2 separate regions of the Mus musculus genome follow, and region 1 is linked to region 2. The links are chromatin contacts, called in public promoter capture Hi-C maps. All regions are on one chromosome and are shown on one strand. The core of a region is the stretch at or near the end of the contact, and the rest is flanking DNA. Distances in the headings are between cores, read along the strand shown. Region 1 holds the start of Tmem164 (transmembrane protein 164). Region 2 holds the start of Tsc22d3 (TSC22 domain family, member 3).

What was found. Promoter capture Hi-C pulls out the DNA fragments that hold promoters and counts their contacts.
Region 1: a promoter capture Hi-C map of embryonic stem cells shows a contact between it and region 2. The contact joins the promoter of Tmem164 here to the promoter of Tsc22d3 in region 2. A contact is called at or near these places in 1 of 39 promoter capture datasets (embryonic stem cells), 1 of 484 Hi-C or Micro-C datasets (embryonic stem cells) and 1 of 115 datasets of contacts at active chromatin or transcription factors (embryonic stem cells).

The regions. Positions count from the first base shown.
Region 1 is chrX:142,678,547-142,684,609 of GRCm38.p6, forward strand. Tmem164 (transmembrane protein 164) reads left to right here and starts at 3,180. Exons shown (of 7, transcript NM_001199360.1): 1 at 3,180-3,393; 2 at 3,745-4,403. The coding sequence starts at 4,017.
Region 2 is chrX:140,598,198-140,604,364 of GRCm38.p6, forward strand. It overlaps Tsc22d3 (TSC22 domain family, member 3), which reads right to left and starts at 2,325. Exons shown (of 4, transcript NM_001077364.1): 1 at 2,240-2,325; 2 at 1-361. The coding sequence starts at 244.

The DNA.
Region 1 (6,063 bases), core at 1,930-4,429, 2.1 Mb after region 2:
TCACTTTATCACCCTTAAGGAGGTGGTCCCTAAACCACCAATGCCCCATATCACAGTCTTCCCTTCACAGCCTACTCCTGCCTCCCACCTCCTGCCGGCTTCCTTTTATCTCACCCTCTACCCTGCTGCACCCATGCCCCCCCCCCCCAGGGGCCCCAGAGCAGCCTCTCTTGCAACTGCTCTGAACTGCTCAAACTGCTAGTCCACACCAGGTTCCCTTTTCACTATGGGGCACTAGGACTTCCCTAAGAGCCAGTGAGATGGATAATCAGGTAAAGGCACTTTGCTGCCAAGCCTGAAGATTTGACTTGGACTCCCGGGACCTACACGGTGAGAGGAGAGAACTGACTCTTGTCCTCGGACTTCCAAACACATGACATGGTACTTGAGTGTCCCGTGCTCTCACATAATGAATGAATGAATGAATGAATGAATAAATAAATAAAATAATTTAAAAATGCTGCACTTAAAAAGCATTTTTGTTGTTGTTCTTAAAATTCGACCCATCATTTGTTTAATTTCTTCCTTGCCTCTTTACCTATAGGGGCAACACTTTCTTTGTGTTTCTTTGGTGTTTACTATGTGTCACTCTGTTAGGCACCGAGGGGTATGTTTGTGTAGAAAACATTAAGACCCTCCCATGCGGTCGGTGGAAGAGCTGGGTGTGGGAGGCAGGACTCACAGAGAGAACAATGGAAGGCAGTATGTGATTCAGAAGAAAATGAGAAGTGCACGCAACAAATGCTATACAAGTTTGGAGGAGGGAGAGCCCGCTGGAGGCTGGGTGGGGGATTGAGAAGAGTGATTTTTCCGTGGGTTTTGGAAGGTGGCTTGTTTCTGTAGATGTGGGGGAGGGCACCGAATTGGAGTGTATCACTTAAAGGCACATGCAAATGCTTGCTTGGATTCTTTTTTTGTTTGTTTGTTTGGTTGGTTTTTTTGAGACAGGGTTTCTCTGTGTAGCCCTGGCTGTCCTGGAACTCACTCTATAGACCAGGCTGGCCTCAAACTCAGAAATCTGCCTGCCTCTGCCTCCCAAGTGCTGGGATTAAAGGCGTGGGCCACCACCAATTAAAGGCACTTGCTTGGATTCTTAACAACAGGTAGTATTTAGTGGATACGCTCCACGTGACAGACAGGAAATAATGTTTTACAGAAGTCAACTCATTTGAACGAGCAAAACCCTATGAGCTATATTGTCATCCTTCTTCAAAGATAAGGAACTTGAGGCCTCCAGATGCTACATTCCTGTGCTCGGAGCCCCCTCACTTTGTTCTTTGGTCATACAGCCGAGATTCAGAAAAAACAAAACAAAACAAAACCCCAAAAAACCAACAACAACAACAACAACAAAACCGCCTAAGGAGGGCCAAGTGAGTGCCTCTGAACTGATCTTGTTCCTGGCCATTCTTTATTAGTTAGCCTCTTGAAAAACATCCTGCCTTTGGTGGATGCTTCAAAAAGCTTAAAGTCAGACAAGCTTGCCTGGCTGTATTTGTTAGGTTGCAAAGGATGGGAAGGTATCGGCCTGATAATCCAGGAGACTGTAGTTTACATCTTAAGACTGGCTTACAGTCGACATCAGAAAGTGTTTCCTAAGCAAGGTACCTAACTGTGGTTTTTCTGGATATTCTTCTAACGTATGCGAGTCTGCAATAAATATTAAACCAATATGAGGTACATTCTGAGTAGTTCTTTCCTTAATTACCGGCCCTTAGAGGAGCCAGCCCAGCCACGAGGTAGAGAGCGTCAGAGAAGAGGGGGCCCCCTGGACCCAGCTAGCGCTCACTTTTCCTGGCTGTTCTTTCCAAGGTGGGGTTAGGAAGCAGCTGCGCTCTCTCTGTCTCTCGCTCTCTGTGTCTCTCTGTCTCTGTCTCTGTCTCTCTCTGCGGGTGGGGGACGGGGGTGGGGAGGGAAAGAGGTCAGGAGAATCTTCTTTTCCTCCACCAAGTCTATCACTGAAGGTTCGCTGTGGTCGGAAGGGGGCGGAGAGGAAGAAGGACGGCAGGAGGGAAGGAGGGAGAGAGCCAGCAAGGTTTGTGTAGGGTGGGGGGAGGGGGGAGAGAGAGAAAAGCATCAGAGCTGGGTTAGAAGGAGTCCGAGGAGAAATCCTCAAATTTAGGCACTCAAGAAGAAAGTGAGGCTGTGACAAGAAGGTGAGCAATACTTTTATGGTCTTTTTTTTTTTTTTTTTTTGAATCTCCCATTTCAAGGCCGAAGGGAGGAAGCAGGAAGTCCATACTCAGCACACTCCCCAAGCTAAAGCCTGTCCATCAGTTTCACAGCCTTACTCCTAGAAGTTAGCGAGGACCGGCTGAGTGCCCAGTATGTGGTCAGGTATGCAAAGTAGTGGCCCGAGAACCAGGTCAACGGAGGAGTTAGTCCGCCAGGCTTAGGTGGGGAGGTGAATTCAGTCACAGTGGCGAAAGAGCAAAACTGTGCGCGAGTGCACGCTTGGAGTGCAGAAGACCAGGCTGGAGAAGGAGGAGGAAAGAGGCGGGGATGGGGCCTCCGAGGGTAGCAGGGTGGGGGCGGGGGTGGGGTGGGGTGGGGTGGGGAGCAGAGAGGAAGCAGGGCAGGAGGTGGGAAGCGAGGACGAAGTGGGTAGGCTGTGGAGGGAAGGCTGCGAGGCGGGGCAGTGGTGGCTTGAAGACGTGTGTATGTGTGTGTGTGTGTGTGTGTATGTGTGTGTGTAGGGAGGGAGTGAAGTGGATCGGAGGAGTGTGTGTGTGTGTGTGTGTGTGTAGGGAGGGGGTGAAGTGGACGGGAGGAGGGCCGAAGGTGGAGGGAGTTGGCGACGAGGGGGTGGAGAGAGGGAGGGGAAACCGGAGGAAGCGAGCGGCGGCTGCCGGGGGAGGAAGGCAAGGAGGAGGAGCCGGAGCGGCGGCGGTGGCGGCTGCTGCTGCTGCTGCGGCCGCCTGGGGAGCCCAGCCGAGTGCCGCCTGGGGCTGCGGGGAGTGAGGGGAGACGGAGAGTTCGGTGGAGCCCGGGCAGCGGAGCCGAGCAGCGGGTGAGTGGAGCCCCAGGGGGACTCGGCGGCCAGTCCTCGGGGGGCCGGACGAGGAGGAGCGGGAAGATGGAGCGGTGGCGGCGGGGCGGAGGGTGGCGGCCCCATGGCCCGGCCCCTGGCTGGCCCCGCGTCCCCGCCCTCCCTCTCGGCTTCCTCCCGCCGCCCGCCTGCGCCTGGGGGGCTGGTCCGGAGCAGGCGGAGGGCTGAGGGTGGCGCTGGCCCGGAGGGCGGGCGTGAGGGGCCAGGGGGGGTGGAGCTGGGGGTTCGGGGGTGTACCCAGGGGCGGGAGGCTGGACCGGGACTGCTCTAAATTGGCTGGAGAGGGGGCCCCGTCGGCGGCGAAGTTGCTAGCTGGGGGCAGAGACGGCCACGCGGTTGCAGGAGTAAGACCCCCCCCCCCTCTCGTGGAGTGGCTGAGACGAGGAGTCCGGCGTCCCTGCCCTCCCCGTCGCCCTCCCCGCCTGCCCAGCCCTGCTAGCTTCTCTCCTAGCCTCCGCGTGTCCCCTCTCTCTCTCACCCCCTTCTGCCTCCCGCTTGGCTCCCTCGGCAGTGCCTAGTGCCGGGCCCCCTAGGTCCCAGTCCTGACCCTCTTGGCCTCCAACTTGCCTTCACCCGTGCTTGCTTGGCCACCACTCCCGTTCCCCTTTTCTTCCCTCACTAGTTACCCCTCCCCGCTTCGTTAATTCCCGTGCAATTGCCTCTTTGAGACCTTTTTTTCCTCTCCTTCCTTTTAGATTGGCCAACGGCTCCTTTCAACCCTGCCTCGTTGGTGGCCACTGGAGAAGCGCGGGGGGCTCCCCAGACAGCCGTGGGGACAAGTTAGAGCCAGCACTTTATCCCGGGCCTCGCGTGTAGCTTTCCCTCCCCTGTTCTAGGTGCCCCAGTGTCCAGAGGGGGGTGCGGGTGTGCCCTCCTTACATGTTCCACCGCCCGGGCAACCCTTCGGTCTCGTGTTCCATCTCGCTCTTGCTTCCTGTACCGTAGTCAAGTGGAGCCACTTTGCATCATGTCCCGGTATAGCTACCAAAGTCTCCTGGACTGGCTCTATGGGGGCGTCGACCCCAGTTTTGCAGGCAATGGGGGCCCCGACTGTGCTGCCTTCCTGTCTTGGCAGCAGCGGCTGCTGGAAAGTGTGGTGGTCCTGACCCTGGCCCTGTTGGAGATCCTGGTGGCCCTGCGGCACATCCTGAGGCAGAAGGAGGACGGTAGGGGTGGCCGTAGCAGCCAGCCACAGCAGGTGACCCAGCGGCCAGAGGAAGGCAAGGAGAGCCTGAGCAAGAATCTGCTCTTAGTAGCCCTGTGCCTGATCTTCGGGGTGGAGGTGGGCTTTAAGTTCGCCACCAAGACCGTCATCTACCTGCTCAACCCTTGTCACCTGGTCACCATGATGCATGTGAGTCTGTTGACTTTTTCCTGGGCAGCCTAAGTGATAAGAGTCATTAGCGTGCTCAGGACACTGGTGTGTAGAGCACTTCGTTCCCGTGGGAAGTGGGACCCTTACAAATGCTTTTCCAACCAGCATCCGCTTTTGTGCTAGTAAACTTCAGCATTGCACAACAGGTCAGCCCCACAGTGGAGGTGAACCCTAGAAATGACTTGCACTTGGAGCCCCATGCCCCTCCCATCTCAGCTCTGCTGGGGCCTGGCCTTTTCACCAGCAGGAAGTCCAGCCCCAGCTAGGTGACCATTCAGGATCACATCTGTGGCGCATGGCCAGCACTCCTGCCTTTTGTAGTAGTTTCCCAAGGGGCCTGGTGACAGGCTTTCCTGGAGGTGGTGGTCACACAAGCTTCTTTGTCTCCACTGTGGTACATTGGGGGGAATAGTTTTAGGGGTTTCTCTTAATGACTCTTTCATTTCAGGGTGTCTGCTCTCGGGGTGAGGTCAGCTTTTAGGTTGTAAGATACTTGAGCAACCTAATTTCCTCACAGGCTGGAGATCGCGATCCCGTGTGAGAGGGGTTTTCCTTTTTTCAAACTTCTCCATCTTACCACTTGAAGTCTCCGTCCTATGCTCCAAGGGTGTTCAAGAAAGCTGACTTCTTTTGCTTCCCTGACCTCTTACCCATTAAGCTATGCTAAGACAAGCAAATGGGATTGATAGGGGAAGTTGCCAGCTGGGTACCAGTAATCTGTTCTTTCCTAGGCCTGCTCAGGGAAGTTCTGAGGCTCTAACTTCCTGCAGCTTGAGGAGAAAAGGAAGAAAGGGAAGGCAATCAGGACTTTTAGATTCCAGGCTGTGGAAAACTTTGCTTGTTTGACTCTGACTCGGAGTAGTTTTGAAGCCTGTCATTAGCATCTTTATTGCTTTTATATTTGTTGAAGGTTATGCTCAGGTGAATTGTGACAACCTTGCATAGGGCCAGAGAGGTTGAGATTATTATCCTCACGTTACAGGTTCTAGGATAGAAGTCACTTGCCTCAAGGGAAAAAAAAAAGGTTTAGCATCAGGGACTGACTGACCTCAAACCCACTCTCCTTTGGAGTTGCAAATCTCCAGTCCTAAACCAGGAGTGGCTGAGGGTGATGAGGCCTTCCTGTAAGATTTGGCTGTGTATTTGTAGCTCAGATATCTGCTAGTTCCCCCTTCCTAAATATCCATTTGTTTACCCATTCTTGGCCTCAGTGGAGAATGACCTTGGTCCTTTGGCATCTTGTAGAGGTGTAGATAACTCTGGAATAAAAGGGATGGTATTGATTGGGTCACTAAAAGCATGGAAAAGAGATGGGGTGGGCAGCATTTTTTTGAAAAAAAAATTTTTTTTGAGAGAGCGAGAGCTTCTTGGGAAGGGGGTGCCATTCACAGCAAAGGCCAGGGCTGTCTTGCGCAAATTTGACCCGTCCTCTTTCTTTCTTTTAAATGAATGGCCTTTTTGTTAATGAGGGGCGACAAAACATCTGAGCTTCTGTTGTGTGTGCCTCTTCAGGCAGGAGTGCAGGTGGTGGGTCAGAGGGTACCTCTACAAAGAGGTCTGGAGGCCTCTGGCAACCACAGATCTAGAAGGTCAACAAAGGGTTAAATTCAGCCTCAGTGGGGCTGCTGCTGGGGTGATG
Region 2 (6,167 bases), core at 1,075-3,574:
GGTAGCAGGGGTCGCGCACCACGGGCTCCATGGAATCCTGGCGCATTATGTTGTTCAGCTTGTCAGTGTTGAGGTTCTCGAAGACGAGCTTCTCCTGCAGCTGCCGAAAGTTGCTCACGAAGGGGCTGCCCGGGCTCTCCCCGCTCTTCTCCTTCTGGAGCTCGCAGCGGTTGGCCAGGTCGAGGCAGCAGTTGCAGCAGTCGAGGCCAACAGGTGAGCGGCACTCGGTCTTGGGCTGGGCCATCTTCTCCGGCTTGGAGGCAGCGGCGGCGGCGGCCTGCTCAGGGAGGTCGGGGGCGGCCGGCAGGTGCGCACCTGCGGAGCTAGCCTTTTGGGACTCCAGGGTGCCCGGAAAAACAAGCTGCGGGCAAAGTTGGAGAAATTAGCGCCTTAAAAAAAAAAAAAAAAGAAAAGAAAAAAGAAAAGAAAAAAAAAAAGAAAAAGAAAAAAAAAAAGCCGTGCCCGCCGCGGGTCGGCTCGGGCCCCCTTCTGGTTGGAGCGCTCGGGGTGCGAATAGAAACAGCTGGACAAACAGCTCCCAGCGGCTCCTGCGGGCTCACTTCCTCCTCCTCCTCCTCCCCCTGCTCCGGCAGCCGCGGCGGCCCCCCTCTTCCCCGTCCCCTCCCCCGGAGGATCCCCGTGCGTCCCCCCCCCACGCCCCCCCCCCACCCCGAACGCACTCCCAACTTTCCCAAGTGCGCGCGTGGCTCCGGCCGGACCTGCGTGCGAGGCGGCAGGAAGGGCGGGCGGGCGGCCAGGGAGCGAGAGAGCGAGAGAGAGCCGCAGCGCGCGCGCCCTTCGGCGGCGGCAGCCCCGCTTCTCCCGGCTCGCGGGGTTCCGCGGCTCGAGCGGTGGCGGCGCCGGCGGCCGCGGCCGGTGGCCCAAGGGCGAGCGTGTGAGCTAGCCGCGAGCTCAGGAGTCCGCGCCGGGGCCGTGACAGCATGTAAATGAGCCCCGAGGGGCAGGCGGAGGACGCGCTGCCGCCGCCGCCGCCGCCGCCGCCGCCTCTGCCACTCGCCGCCGCCTCCCCGGCCGGAGCTTGAGGGGGCCCCCTGGCGCGCGGAGTTCTCCTCCCTCCGCTCCCCACACCGCCCGCCCGCCCGCCGGCCGCTCACTCGCACGCCCGTGCTCCTGAGGAGCCCGCCTCAAGCGGCTCCCCCGCGACGCGCGCCTCAGCAGCGCTGGGTGGCTTTGGCGCTCACCGCCTGAATGGCCGGGACGTCCAGCAGCGCGCGCCTCCCGCTGTCGTCTGGTGTCCCCCGCGGAGCCGCTCGCTCCTCTCCTGTCCGGCCCTGGCCGGCCGGCGGCAGTTATCTGTCCGCCCGTCTCCCCGCCCCCACCGCGCCTGAGACTCACGCAGCGCCCCCGCCCCCTCACCGCACGGGGTCTCGAGGGCTCTCCCGAGTGGGCCAAAGGTCGCCGCCGGGGCCGCTGCCGCCACCGCCACCGCTCGCTGAGGGGGGTGTCCCCCGGAGCGCCGGCGTTCGCGGCCCTGTCGAGAGCCACCGAGTCAGCGGGCGGCCGTCCGAGAGCGGCCCTTTAAACCGCCGCCCGCCCGCCCCGCCATGCAGCCCGGCTTTTCTTTTTTTTTTTTTTTCCTTTTTTTTCTTTTTCTTTTTGGGAAGCGCCAAGAGACCCAAGTGTCGAGGCCTCGGCGGTGGCTGTGGCGGCGGCGGCGCCACCCCCCAGAAAGTGCCAGAAAACACAAGCACCTGAGAAATGCCCCAACTCCAAACTCCCAAGAACCGAGTCCCCAGCGGCCCGAGCCCGCTCCTCCTCACTTGTCACCTCCGCCCCCTCCTCTTGAGCTCTGTTTCGCTCCCCACCCCGGGTCTCAGCCCCGAGTCCCCTTCGACGCCATCACTCCCGGTCCCCCGCTGTCCGCGCTGCGGGCTCCCCCGGGCCTTGCCTCTCCTCCCTCGCCGCGCGTCTCCCGCTCTTCCCGCTATTTTGGGCACCGGGCGTCTTTTTCTAAGTTTCTTCCCATGTTGGGCCGGGTCACTCCTTACTTTCCCCCACCTTGTCCCCTTCCCGTGTGTCGCCGCGCCCCTCCATTTCTGGCCGGCCCTCGCCTCCATTTCTCCGTTCGCGCCTTGACCCCCTCCCCTCTTATTTCCCTCCTTGATTTCTCTCCCCGCACCTCACCTTAGCGCCCCTCTTTCTCCTCACTCAGCTTGGCTGCTCTCTCCATGCGCCCCGACCCCAGAAAGCTGTCCCCTCGCGTCCCAAAGCCCCCTACCTGCCACTTCAGGTAAACCGGCTCCGTCGACCCCTCGAGAGACTTGCCCAGCAGCCCGCACGCACGCAGAGTGAGAAGGGGAGTGATGCGTCTGTCCCGTAATGGCGGCGGAGGGATCTGGGAGAATAAACCCGGGGCGGAGGTATAGTGAAAGGGCACATATAGGGGCCAGCCTGGTGCCCTGGGGTGATGCCCCTGCTGTCTGAGCTGCGGGGACGCGCAAGGTGACCATGTAAGACAGCTTTTTTAGAATGTCTCAGAACTTAGAACATGTCGAATGCGGAGCATTTGAGCAGTTTTTGAGTCTTGGACAAATGAAAACCCGTTCACAATATTCAGGGGGTTTTTATATAAAACCCAAATAAATTTCTATTTATTCCTACTCCTTTACAACCCCCCTCCGCCCCCTTCATTTGCTTCATTCAAGAACCCAGGGCATTTGAAATACAGCAGTATATGCTGCCATCTTCTGCCCAAAACCTGAACTATTTTCTGTTCCCGTGTAAGGTTCCGCCGCTCAGCGGGACACTACAGGTGCCTCCTGGTGGAAGAATCCACTGGGACTCCAAGCCGGGGCAAGAGTTGCTCAGTTTTAAGAAAGCTGAAGTTCCAGTTGCCTGAACCCTGATAAATGTGACTTAAATACGTTTGAAATTTCCTAGACTACTGTGGCAGAGCGCACCCCAAGATCCCAGCTACTCGCAAAGCGGAAGCAGGCTTGTTTGTGTCAGGCCAGGCTGAACTAAACAGTGAGATTGTCTCAAAAAACACAAGCCACATAAAACGAGCCTTCAAGCCACCCCTGAAATTAATTAGGAGCAAAGTGCAGCCAACTAATTCCTGTTTCCCACTCTTTGCAACTGTTACATGAGGCCCAAAATATGGGTAACTGGGGAAGGCAGTACTCTGTGCTATAGTGGCTAGAGACCCCAAATCGTGCTGTATCTCCAGTTCCTGAGAGGATCCCAAGGCCCAGGATGAAAGAGGATTGTGGCTATTGCGTAAAGCACTATACCCGAGTATATATACATCCCCATAGACTATGAAACTTCTATTTTTTTCTCTTAAAAGCCCATCACGTCATTTTTCTTGTATTTCCTTCTTCTTTTTTTTTAAATGTTCTTGGATAAAAGCCAGAGGAGGTAGTAGAATATAAAATTTCATCTGCATTGTGTAGATTTATAGCCTTCTGAATTGTTTTTTAATTACAGTGTTTATTATTTTCCTTCTTGTTTATAATTATTTTATGTTAACTCTTATAATAAAATATATTAGTTCCATAAATGTTTATTTGCGTTTTGGGAACAGCTAGACCTTTTGCTTCTATGTTTGCCTGAGCCCTCTTATCTTTGTGTAACCTTGGGATGAGGCCCTGGTGGAAGTATTTTCTTCTTGACATTTGGCACCATTAAATTCAAGATTTTTGTCCCCTTGACATTTCCCTGTTGTGTAGTCCTTGCTCTCAAGAAGTATTGTTAATAATTCGGGACAGATTTGCCCAACATATCAAGACTGATCAAGAGCAAATAAAGTTGGGACACAGAAAAATCTAAATAGTACAGAGATAGAGTTCAGAGAGCCGCCATTTCTGTGCATACAAGTCCAGCCTGTGTTGACAGACTGCATACCTCGTGAGGGAAGGCTGACTGGACAGGGCCTCCTGGGCTCTCCTCTGTGAAGCCTTGCTTTACTGTCATACACTGTAGTGGATGGAGAGATTCCAAGCAAATGGTCTTGCATAGATTCAGAATGCAGGGGCCTGGGGCACTAGCAGACAAAGATGGTGGCTTTTTGGGTGGGGCAAAAAAGAAACACATCTACTTCTTAGAGTAATTCAACAGCCATTTACTGTACACGTGTTCTGTGCCAGGTCCAGCGTTAATGGAAATTCAGAGAAAAATAAGATACACTCCAAAGCTGCTGCCACGAACTCCTAATCTAGCTGGGAAAAGAGACATACAGACAAACAACATACTCCACGTCAAGCTGAGCCTGAAACCCCAGGGTTTTGGGAGACTAAGGCAGGAGGATCACAGGTACATGAGTCATTCTCTCTGTCGTATGACTGCACAGGCATGTGTGTTAAGGGTTGAGGATAGAGTTCAATGGTGGAGTACGTGGCTAACATGAAAAAAGCTCTAGGTCCAATTGAGCACCTTTAAAAAGTCCAAGAAATAAAACCCAAGCTTACCACTACAAGTGGTAAGAGGTAGACACTTACTGATTTGTGGGCAGGCAAAAGTATGTGCTAGAGAAGGTGGAGGAGGCTTTACTTGGGAATGGAAGGACAGTCCACACATTCTCCTTGCTTGGATTACAGTATGGATACATCTTTTTTGAAGGCATTTTTATTAGATATTTTCTTCATTTACATTTCAAATGCTATCCCTAAAGCTCCCTATATCCTCCCCACCCCCACCCTCCACCCCCGACCTGCTTCCCAACTCACCCACTCCTGCTTCCTGGCCCTGGCATTCCCCTGCACTGGGCATATGAGCCTGGCAAACACAGAAGTGGATGCCCACAGTCAGCTATTGGATGGAACACAGGGCCCCCAATGGAGAAGCTAGAGAAAGCACCCAAGGAGCTAAAGGTGTCTGCAACCCTATAGGAGGAACAACAGTATGAACTAATCAGTACCCCACCCCCCAGCTGTGTCTCTAGTATAGATACATCTTAATGAATCCACCATGAACTGAAAATATCATAAGTTAAAAAAAATGAAATTTTCTACGTAGTTCACTGAGCACCAGAGTTTAGCAACACAGGAGTCCATATGACCCTCCTAGTCATATGTGTCCTAGTCATATGTGTCCTAGTCATATGGCTTACTGGGAGCTGCCCATCATGCAAATCCTAAATGTGAAGTAGAGTTTCTACCGAATACATATTGACTTTTGCACCATCATAAAACACAAAATCCGTAAGTAGAATCCTTAAAGCCCAGGGACCAGTGGAGTGAGGTCTATGTATGAAAATAGTATGTTGGGATCCTGTGTGAATTTCAAACGAGTTTTGTGTTACTGGAGGATAAAATATGAGAGATAAAAATCGAGAGTTGGAAGAGATTTAGAACCCACATCTTAGGGGGCCCAGTGTAAAAAAAACATTAAAGAAAAATTTGTCCTGAGCCTAGTGTGGTGCCTTACATCTGCAATCCCACACTCAAAGTGACTTTGGACTATATAAGAGACCCTGGCTAAAATCAGCGAACCACAAATCTATCTGTCTCACAAATCTACCTTGCTTTAGATAACCATTAAGAAAAGGATAAATATCATTTATTGGATACTAACTATGAGCACAAATGCACACATCTATATGTATGTGCATACACTATTATTTAATTTCTCACAATAGTACTATGAAATAGGTATGATTTAGGTGATGATGCAAACTTGGATAAATTAAATATGCTCTCAGGTTACACAAAGAATCCCTGATGGAGTCAGGGTTTGAACTTAAACAATTTTCTAACTTTAGAGCTTATATTCTTATCCATTAGGTGACTTTTTAAATGAAGGCTTGTCAAATATTTACAAAGTTACAACATCTGTTTTAAGAAGATTGTACAGAGGCATATATGCATCCAATGACTTACTGCCTAATATGTTGAAAGGCTGCATTTATACTGTGGGGCACCAAGAAGGAAATTGGTGACCTTAGTATAACATTATTATAGCTGGAATTTCGAAGGACCATCATGAGCCATGTTTGTGGGTTTGTTTTGTTTTGTTTTGTTTTTTCGACACAGGGTTTCTCTGTATAGCCTAGCTGTCCTGGAACTCACTTTGTAGACGAGGCTGGCCTCAAACTCAGAAATCCGCCTGCCTCTGCCTCCAGAGTGCTGGGATTAAAGGCATGCACCACCACGCCTGGCTTATGAGCCATGTATTAAGCTAAGTGCTTTATATAGCATCATCCAAAT